Linked DNA regions of Sus scrofa: region 2 is linked to region 1. A link is a contact called in public HiChIP or PLAC-seq data. All regions are on one chromosome and are shown on one strand. The core of a region is the stretch at or near the end of the contact, and the rest is flanking DNA. Distances in the headings are between cores, read along the strand shown.

Region 1 (3,891 bases), core at 1,304-3,803:
GGAAGAAATTTCAGGGAGGGGGAACAAAGGGCTGGTAAATGTCCTCTCCCTCCAGACTCACCATTATCCTCTCTGGCTCTAGAACTGGGGGTCACAGGCCACATATCATCAAACTAGAAGAAGCCAAAGTAGGTCAAATGGCACCATAAATCTGAAACTTGCGGGGCGGGGGGGGGGGGGGTAACAGAACCCAAAGTTTTGCCAAGTTCCAAAACTATTGTGCTCAGGAGAAATAATCCCAATCAGAATAGTTTAATTTACTCGCCCCTCCCTCCTTCCTAGCTGTTCTATGTAACTCTTTACCAAAAACCATCCCTGTACTGATACTTTAGCCTACCTCTATAATTCTGCCTTGTCCAAGAATCATTTCAACCAATATATATATTTTTAAACAAAAAGAACTTCCATTCCTCTCACCCCCCCCCAAGAAAATCCTACAAAAAGCTTAATATAGAAAACAGATAAATACTCTTATGTGGAGAGTCTAGGATTCCAACCCAAATCTGTCAGATTCCAATAAGGATTCCAGTCTTTGCAGTTTTGTTCCACAGGCTCTCACTGCAGGCCCAGATGTACTCACCCTATGAAAAGGTCTCTGGGAATCCCAGTCTGGTACTGGTTTGGGGGATTCAGTTTTTGCATCACTCTCCAGGCCCCCACCAAAGATCCTGGGCTGGTGACTATCTGGATACTTAAGCATTGAGTCCCGAAGTGTCTGTCCTTCCTGCCGTCTCTCACCAGGTGTCTCTATCTCAGGACCTGGAAGTTCTGCAGAAAGGTGGCAGGTGGATGCTGGAGGTGGGAGGGAAAGATCTTGGGCTCTTTTAAATCTTGAAATCATCCATTTTCTCTCTTCCCACCCCCCAACTACTCTCTGTAGGCTCCTTTTTTTCACCCATCGACCCATCAGAAACCACAGGTTCTCCCCCAGGGACATCCACACACCAGGAGGACGGGAAGGCAAGGTCCAGGCCCCCATCTCGCTGAAGATACTATTGAAATCCCGTACTAAGTCATCGAAGCCAAAATTATCGTGGAAACGCATTCCTCCTCCTGGGCTGAAGCTGAAGCCAAAGCCAAATTCCTCGGGAGGCTGGGGACCTTCAAACCTCGAGCTCCCCTGGCTCCATGTGGCTTCTTCCTCTTCATCATCTTCATCTTCGTCGCGAGTCATCCCTCCAAAAAAGGGATCTCTGTGGCTGGGGATGGATGCAGATTGGCCACCAAGATTTCGGCACTACTTAATCTATAAAACCAGCTAATGGTGGACAAGAGTAGGAAACTGGAAAGCTGAAGCGAGCGTTAGAGAACTGGCCATCGTGTCTGTTTTGTTTTTATCAAAGCCAGTCCTCGCCTCGCGGCTCCCCCAAACATTTCCCCTCAGCTTTTCTTCAGCGTTCCCCAACCCCTCCCCTCTCTCCCAAGGTCCCGCTCGCTCACTGACCCCTTCCCCAGAGCTGCATTGTCTTCCCCACACTTGGGCCCCTGCTGCATCACCCCAGAACGGAGAAACGTTTAAGCGCCTGTTTCTCCTCTTAACGACTGCCTTGGTTACTGCCGCGGGGTGTGTGCTCAATGTTGTGACTTCTGCCCTCTCCGCAGGAGTTGCATGAGTGGGGAAAAGGATGTTTTTCCAAAAACAGTGTGTCAGGGGTCAAGCTTCCCTCAGCGGATCCCCCTCCCTTATCTGACCCGGACCCATTCTCACCTCCGAGGTCTAGAAAAGCCGAAAAATCCCCGAAAGAGATCAAAGAGGCTCATTCCCGTCGTGGGACTCGAACCTTCGAACCCCAAAGCCGGGGGGAGAAACCAAAGCTACGCCGTCGGAAATTGAGCGAAGCGTCAGACCACGCTGCCTGAAAGCAAGCCTGCGATCGGTCGGACACTGTCGTAAAACGACCGTAAGCGGGGCGTGGTTGAGGGCGGGGCAGGCCTATCGAATTCGAAAGGTTTTTTCTTTTACCCCACCTGTTCCCTGTGAAGGGAGTGGGTGTACTTAATTTTCGTTTTCCAACAGTCACCTGACTCCTAAGCCAATTCCTTCTGCCGACCAATGCGGTCGGTCCGACAGGGTGTCTCAAGGGTTTCACGCCGCCGGATGGCACCGGAGGCAGCCGCCAGAGGGCAGCCCATCCGCACAAATGAACTGGACCAAGGCCCTCCCTCACCGCCGGCTCACTACACCCATGGACTCCTCCTGGACCCGCCTCGGTTTTGTTTCCTGACTGAGCCAATTAAGTCTGATACCAGAGGGATGGACAAAACGTTGCATCAAGCTCCTTCTAATGTAGTGACTTCCCCAGAGTTGAGTAAAAGAAAAAGACTCAGGGAACGCAAGGACTTCTCTCTCCAGCTGTTAAGAATTCCTCTAATTCTTCCAGGCAAGCTCTGCAACCAGCAGGTTAAAGACTTCATAAGAGAGCAAGGGAACTCTTGGGAGGGAAAAATTGGGGGCTTTTAGTATCTTTTTCCTATCATTTGACTTTCAAAGCCTCTGCCTCCCTGTACCCCACCCCCATCCTAACCCTGGCCTGACTCTAGACTTCTTTTCAGGGGCTGGGTATTAGTTATGTGAAATGAAAGCACTCAAGCGTCAAGAACTACTGCTTCAGATTTGCTGGCCAACAACAGTGCATGTTGCCCTCATTTCTTTCCAGTTCATTTGCCTGGACCCATCTTAATTAAACTGATTCTGCAAAGCCATTTCTTTCAGTTTTCATTTAATCCTCTTCCGTTCCACCCAGTATCTGCTATCCATTCCACTCCCTTCACCGCCTAAAATCTGCTGTAGATCTGGAGAAAATGAAGATTTGCAGTGATTCTTTCCAGGCCACGCCGTGAAATTCTTAGGGGAGAACGGAAGGGAACCCCCTCAGGGGCAAGATACTAGCACATTAAGGTCGGAGTTCTTAAAGGGCGAAGATTTCATTTTATTCCACTGCCTTCGGGGCCTGCTAGAGAAGGCCCAGTTGGTACAGTAATACTTATTCACCAAGCTGGTCATCGACGAGACTGAGGATATCCTAGACGGAGCAAGAATGGGCAGAGGCTGAAGGTAGAGGTTTTCTTTTTATATATACAAGACACATTAATCCATTAAATTTGAAGACACAGTACAAAAAAAAAAAAAAAAAAAAACACTTCAACTAATTCATCTGACAATGCTGTTCATGTTCATGACACCATTTTTTGTTGTTGTTGTTTTGTTTCCTAATAATAAAGGAGGAGACTTAGGGCTGTTGGGCTGATATATATTTGGGGGTCCCCCCTCCCCACCTCACCCACACCACCAGGGTGAACAGGAGGAGGAGAAGGAAGGGCAGGGCCCACAGCAAAGTTTCATAATCTTGAATGCAAGAGGGGAGGAGGAGAGGAAAGGAAAAAAAAAAAAAAGAAGAAAATACAAATCCTATAATACATACAACAGAGTGGGGATGGTATGGGAATGGGACAGACATGAAGCTGAGGCATGGGGTGGGCCGCTGGGTGTGGGGGGCAGCGGAACCCCCCCACATTCCTTTCTCTCTTTGATGCTGTTTCCATAGTTGCCAGGCTGAGAAGCCCTCTCAGAAGATGGGACCGGGAGAAGAGGGTCAGGGCCTCAGTTGGCCCCCCAGCTGTAGCTGTTGTAGGCAGACTTGTTGGTCTGGGGCTTCTGCGGGATGGAGCTGGTCTGGCTACGTTGCCCGCTGCCCGTCTGCAGGGGAATGGGAGGATGAATGGGGAGGAAAAGTCTAGTTAGTGGGACAAATTTGTGACATCTTCAGGTGGAGATTTGGAAATTGTTTTACTCTCCCATTCCCCTTGCTTAGAGCTACTCTGAAGCTTATCCTTTTGCAACCATAGGAAATTTGATTTATACAGCAGCTAGAGCACCTCTGGCAAATAAAA
Region 2 (3,974 bases), core at 1,089-3,588, 520 kb after region 1:
GGGTTCTGGTACTGGTCTCCCATTTAGGACCTATGCCATCCTTCTATAGTAAAGCAGGATACCAACTTTTCTTCCCTAATACTCTAGAATCCCCAGCTCCTTGAAACCTCTCTCAACTGTACTTTGTTGTTGAAATATTGCAAACTGTTAGTGTCTGGATTTTTTTTTTTTTTTTTTTTCTAAGAAAAAAGATTAAAAGTACTTCCTAGTAGGGCTCTTGGTCTTGTTTTTCCTTGGTATCTGGCCGTCTCTTGCTTTCTGTACTCTTCATTGAAAATGATACTTCAGTCTTTTCATTGTGAACATTAGATCTCAATTTGAAAGCTGTATTTGAATTAAAGTAGAAGACTCTTGGAACCTTTTCATATACCAGAGTAAACTGGAACACTGTTTAAGCATTTATTGAATTAAATGGTTCTAGTAACTGCTACAGTAGTAGTCTAGCCGATGTGGTCAACAGAAGAGGGTAGATGGGTCATTCACCTTGACTTTGCCTACCCTTTTCTCTAAATCCTCAGTGCAAACAAAGGAAAATTGGAAGTCCCACGTAGAGGATACTGCAGGCGCCCCAATAACCTGGCGTGTAGCAGAGGAAGCCTCTCCATTGTTAATGAGGCTTGAAGATGGTAGAAGAGGTGGGCCTGATGAGTATGTAGCTGGGGAAAAAAAATGTGTAGAAGCCTCAGCTCATTCTTGGAAGCAAGAGCCATAATAAATCCTTTGGGATCCTGAGTCCTGCCACACATGGGTTTCTTTGGGCCCCACAAAAATGGGTAAGACTTTAAGTGCTTCAAATGCAAGCCAGAGGGCTGCCTTTTTGATGTCCCAACACCTACAGGGAGTCCTGGAGGAAACAGGCAGCCAGAGAATAGTATTTGTGCTGTTCTGTGGCCATGGGCCCCACCTTTTGGCCTGTTACTTGCTTGGGGAACCAGGAGGATAAACGCCTGAATCCAGCATTGCCCTCCTTCGGGCTGTTTCCTTGGCAACACTGTGGTTTAGCCGCCTCAGCCGTTCCTACAAAACAATATTTTGGATCAAATAACTATTCTGGAAAGATTTAGAGTTCACTATTAAGGTGCTGGAAAATATCTTAGGCTTGCTTCATCTCGATGTAAGTCTAATGTATATGTATGTAAGAACATAAATGACAGCAACTGGGTACTGAGAATAAATACAGTAAGTTCTATTATGGCTGACATTAGCTGGCAACTCCCTTTCCCCAAAGACTAAAAATTATGGTGAACTGTGTTAAGCATTTCATGATACCCCTGGAGAAGAGGAGTTCCTTTTGTGGCTCAGCAGGTTATGAACCCAGCTAGTATCCATGAGAATAAAGGTTGGATCCTGGCCTTGCTCAGTGGATTAAGGATCTGGCCATGAGCTGTGATGTAAGCCAGCAGCTATAGCTCCAATTCAACCTCTAGCCTGGGAACTTACATATGCCACAGGTCCAGCCCTAAAAGGCAAAAAAAAAAAAAAAAAAAAAAAAAAACTGGAGGAGAATACTCTGAGAACTTAAAAAGCAGAACAAGGAATCACTGTTGGCAGGAAATTCCTTTACCTGGGCATTCTGTAGGATGTTATTGACCAAGACGACTCGTCGCCGAGCATTAAGGAGCTTCTTTACATAGGGGTCGAGATCCAGAGCCACTTTCTGATCCTCATTTATGCGGCACAGCTCTGGGGATGGAAGGAAAGCGCAACTAAACACGTAATGGCCCGTTTCTTGCTCCTGGGGCTAGTGAGCTAGTAAATGCTTTGGAAAACACTTGTTCACATCAGAACAGTCAAGAGAAACTTAACAAAGTCCACTGGCAGCAAAGAGGTTGGCAAAATTCCTGAAGAGCTGTAGTACCCCGGGTATGCAGGGATGCTTACCGGTAGCTAGGTTGTCAATTTGTTCCCGGAGCTCTACTTGGCTCTCTCTGCAAAGGGGTACAAGGCCTTCAGTTACTGGAACTTACGAAACCCACTCCCGGGTTCCTCGAATGCTAAGAGAAGCCCGCCTCTCTCTCCACCTGCCGGTCTTCCGCAGTTCTGCCCTGCCCCAATCAGTTAACCAATTTATCCTTACTCCCACCTGAACTCCAGGCTGCGCTTGAAGAGTCTCCGCCCTGTCTTAGCCCCGCCCCTACAGAGCCAAACGGAGGAGCGTCATCGCCCCGACCTCCCCTCTCCTGCACCTGACAGCGTGGACGTGAGAGTCGAGCTGCTGCACAGCGGGTCGCAGGAACTCGAGGAGCCCCTCGGCGAAGAGGTCGCGGCCTGCAGGCCCCGCCACTGGGGTCCCGGCCCCGGACACAGCGGCGGAACCAGCCCCCGCCATCACGAACTGCCCTTACTCCCGGAACCTGCCGCGAGGGCCGCCGGGAACTGAAGCCCCGTCAAAGTGCGCCGCCAGGGGGCTCCCGGGAAGTGCCGGCTCCGACCCAGTCACAGGGGTTTCTGGGAAATGCAGTCTCCGGGACTGGGGCGGCGGGGAGAAAGGCTCCGACCTTCAAGCTCCGGGGAGTTGTAGTTCTTTATAGGCCTTGAAGGGGGGCGGGTTCTAAAGGTGCCTATGATGCTTCAGTGGCAGATTTGAACAGGATGGCAGTGAAGATGGGAGTGGGGAAGGAGTAGGGCAGGAACCGTTTTTGGCGGGGTGGTAATTTTTGTTTTCTCCAAAAGTCAAGGATAAATGCTTATATCCTCAGTTGTCCATAGCGTTCCCATGTTATTAATGAGGTCATAGTAAATGTCTGAATTTAGTGTATTTTTTTAACAGCACTAAAATATGTACAAAACTGCATGTGAGGAGTTCCTGTCGTGGTTCAGCGGTAACCAATCTGACCAGTATCCTTGAGGATGCGTGTTCTGTCCCTGGCCTCATTCAGTGGGTTAAGGAGCCCCGTGTCGCCCGTGAGCTGTGGTATAGGTCACAGACATGGCTTGGATTTGGTGTTGCTATGGGGTAGGCCAGCAGCTGTAGCTCTGATTTGAGCCCTAGCCTGGGAACTTCTATATGCCATGGGGGCGGCCCTAAAAAGACAACAAAGAAAGAAAACTGCATATGAATATTATTTTTTAATAGCTTTTGTTTTTATTGATTTATGCTTTTTTTAGGGCCACCCCCCTGGCATATGGATATGTGTGTGTGTGTATATATATATATGTGTGTGTGTGTGTGTGTGTACATATATATATGTAAGATCAATGATTGTAATAGTTTAACTCTAGACTGAGTTCTTTTGTGGCACAGTGGATTAAGGATCTGGCGTTATCACTGCAGGTGCTTGGGTTGCTGCTGTGGCGCAGTTCAGTCCACCTCAGGAAATTCCACATGCTGTGGGTATGGCCAAAAAAGTAATGTTGGGAGTTCCCTTGTGGCCTAGTGCTTAGGACTAGTGCTTTCACTGGTGTGGCCCAGTTTCGATCCCTGCTCTGGAACTGAGATCCCACACCAATTTGCTGCACACTGCAGCCAAAAAAACTAAATAAATAATAATGCCCACTCTCCAGTTCTTTAAGAATCAAGTCATTAGCCACTGCAGTCAGTGACCTAGAGTACACCCTGAAAGGAGTTTAGGAACAGGATGAGGCACTTTGTGCTCTGGGAAAACTGGCAGAATGACCCTCAGAAGAAAATTTTATGAAACTCTTCCTTGCATCTTCCCATACTTAGAAATCACTAGGACCGGAGTTCCCATCATGGCGCAGTGGTTAACGAATCTGACTAGGAACCATGAGGTTGCAGATTCGATCCCTGGCCTTGCTCAGTGGGTTAAGGATCTGGTGTTGCCATGAGCTGTGGTGTAGGTTGCAGACGCGGCTCGGATCTGGTGTTGCTGTGGCTGTGGCGTAGGCCAGTGGCTACAACTCTGACTAGACCCCTAGCCTGGGAACCTCCATATGCCGAGGGAGCGGCCCTAGAAAAAGCAAAAAGACAAAAAACAAACAAACAAAAAGAAATCACTAGAACCACTGACTAA

Evidence for each region. HiChIP or PLAC-seq counts read pairs in DNA pulled down with a chosen protein or histone mark.
Region 2: an H3K27ac HiChIP or PLAC-seq map of alveolar macrophages shows a contact between it and region 1. The contact joins the promoter of SNAPIN here to the promoter of HAX1 in region 1. A contact is called at or near these places in 1 of 5 promoter capture datasets (fetal liver), 2 of 47 Hi-C or Micro-C datasets (embryonic fibroblasts and heart right ventricle) and 1 of 2 datasets of contacts at active chromatin or transcription factors (alveolar macrophages).

The regions. Positions count from the first base shown.
Region 1 is chr4:95,468,419-95,472,309 of Sscrofa11.1, forward strand. It overlaps HAX1 (HCLS1-associated protein X-1), which reads right to left and starts at 2,554. Exons shown (of 6, transcript XM_021089792.1): 1 at 1,709-2,554; 2 at 581-1,199; 3 at 62-113. The coding sequence starts at 1,761. UBAP2L (ubiquitin-associated protein 2-like) reads right to left here. Exons shown (of 27, transcript XM_021089781.1): 27 at 2,704-3,023. The coding sequence ends at 2,985.
Region 2 is chr4:95,987,139-95,991,112 of Sscrofa11.1, forward strand. SNAPIN (SNAP associated protein) reads right to left here and starts at 2,339. Exons shown (of 4, transcript NM_001243486.1): 1 at 2,187-2,339; 2 at 1,882-1,928; 3 at 1,565-1,683; 4 at 386-1,017. The coding sequence starts at 2,329. The coding sequence ends at 916. It overlaps ILF2 (interleukin enhancer-binding factor 2), which reads left to right. Exons shown (of 14, transcript XM_005663409.3): 14 at 1-430.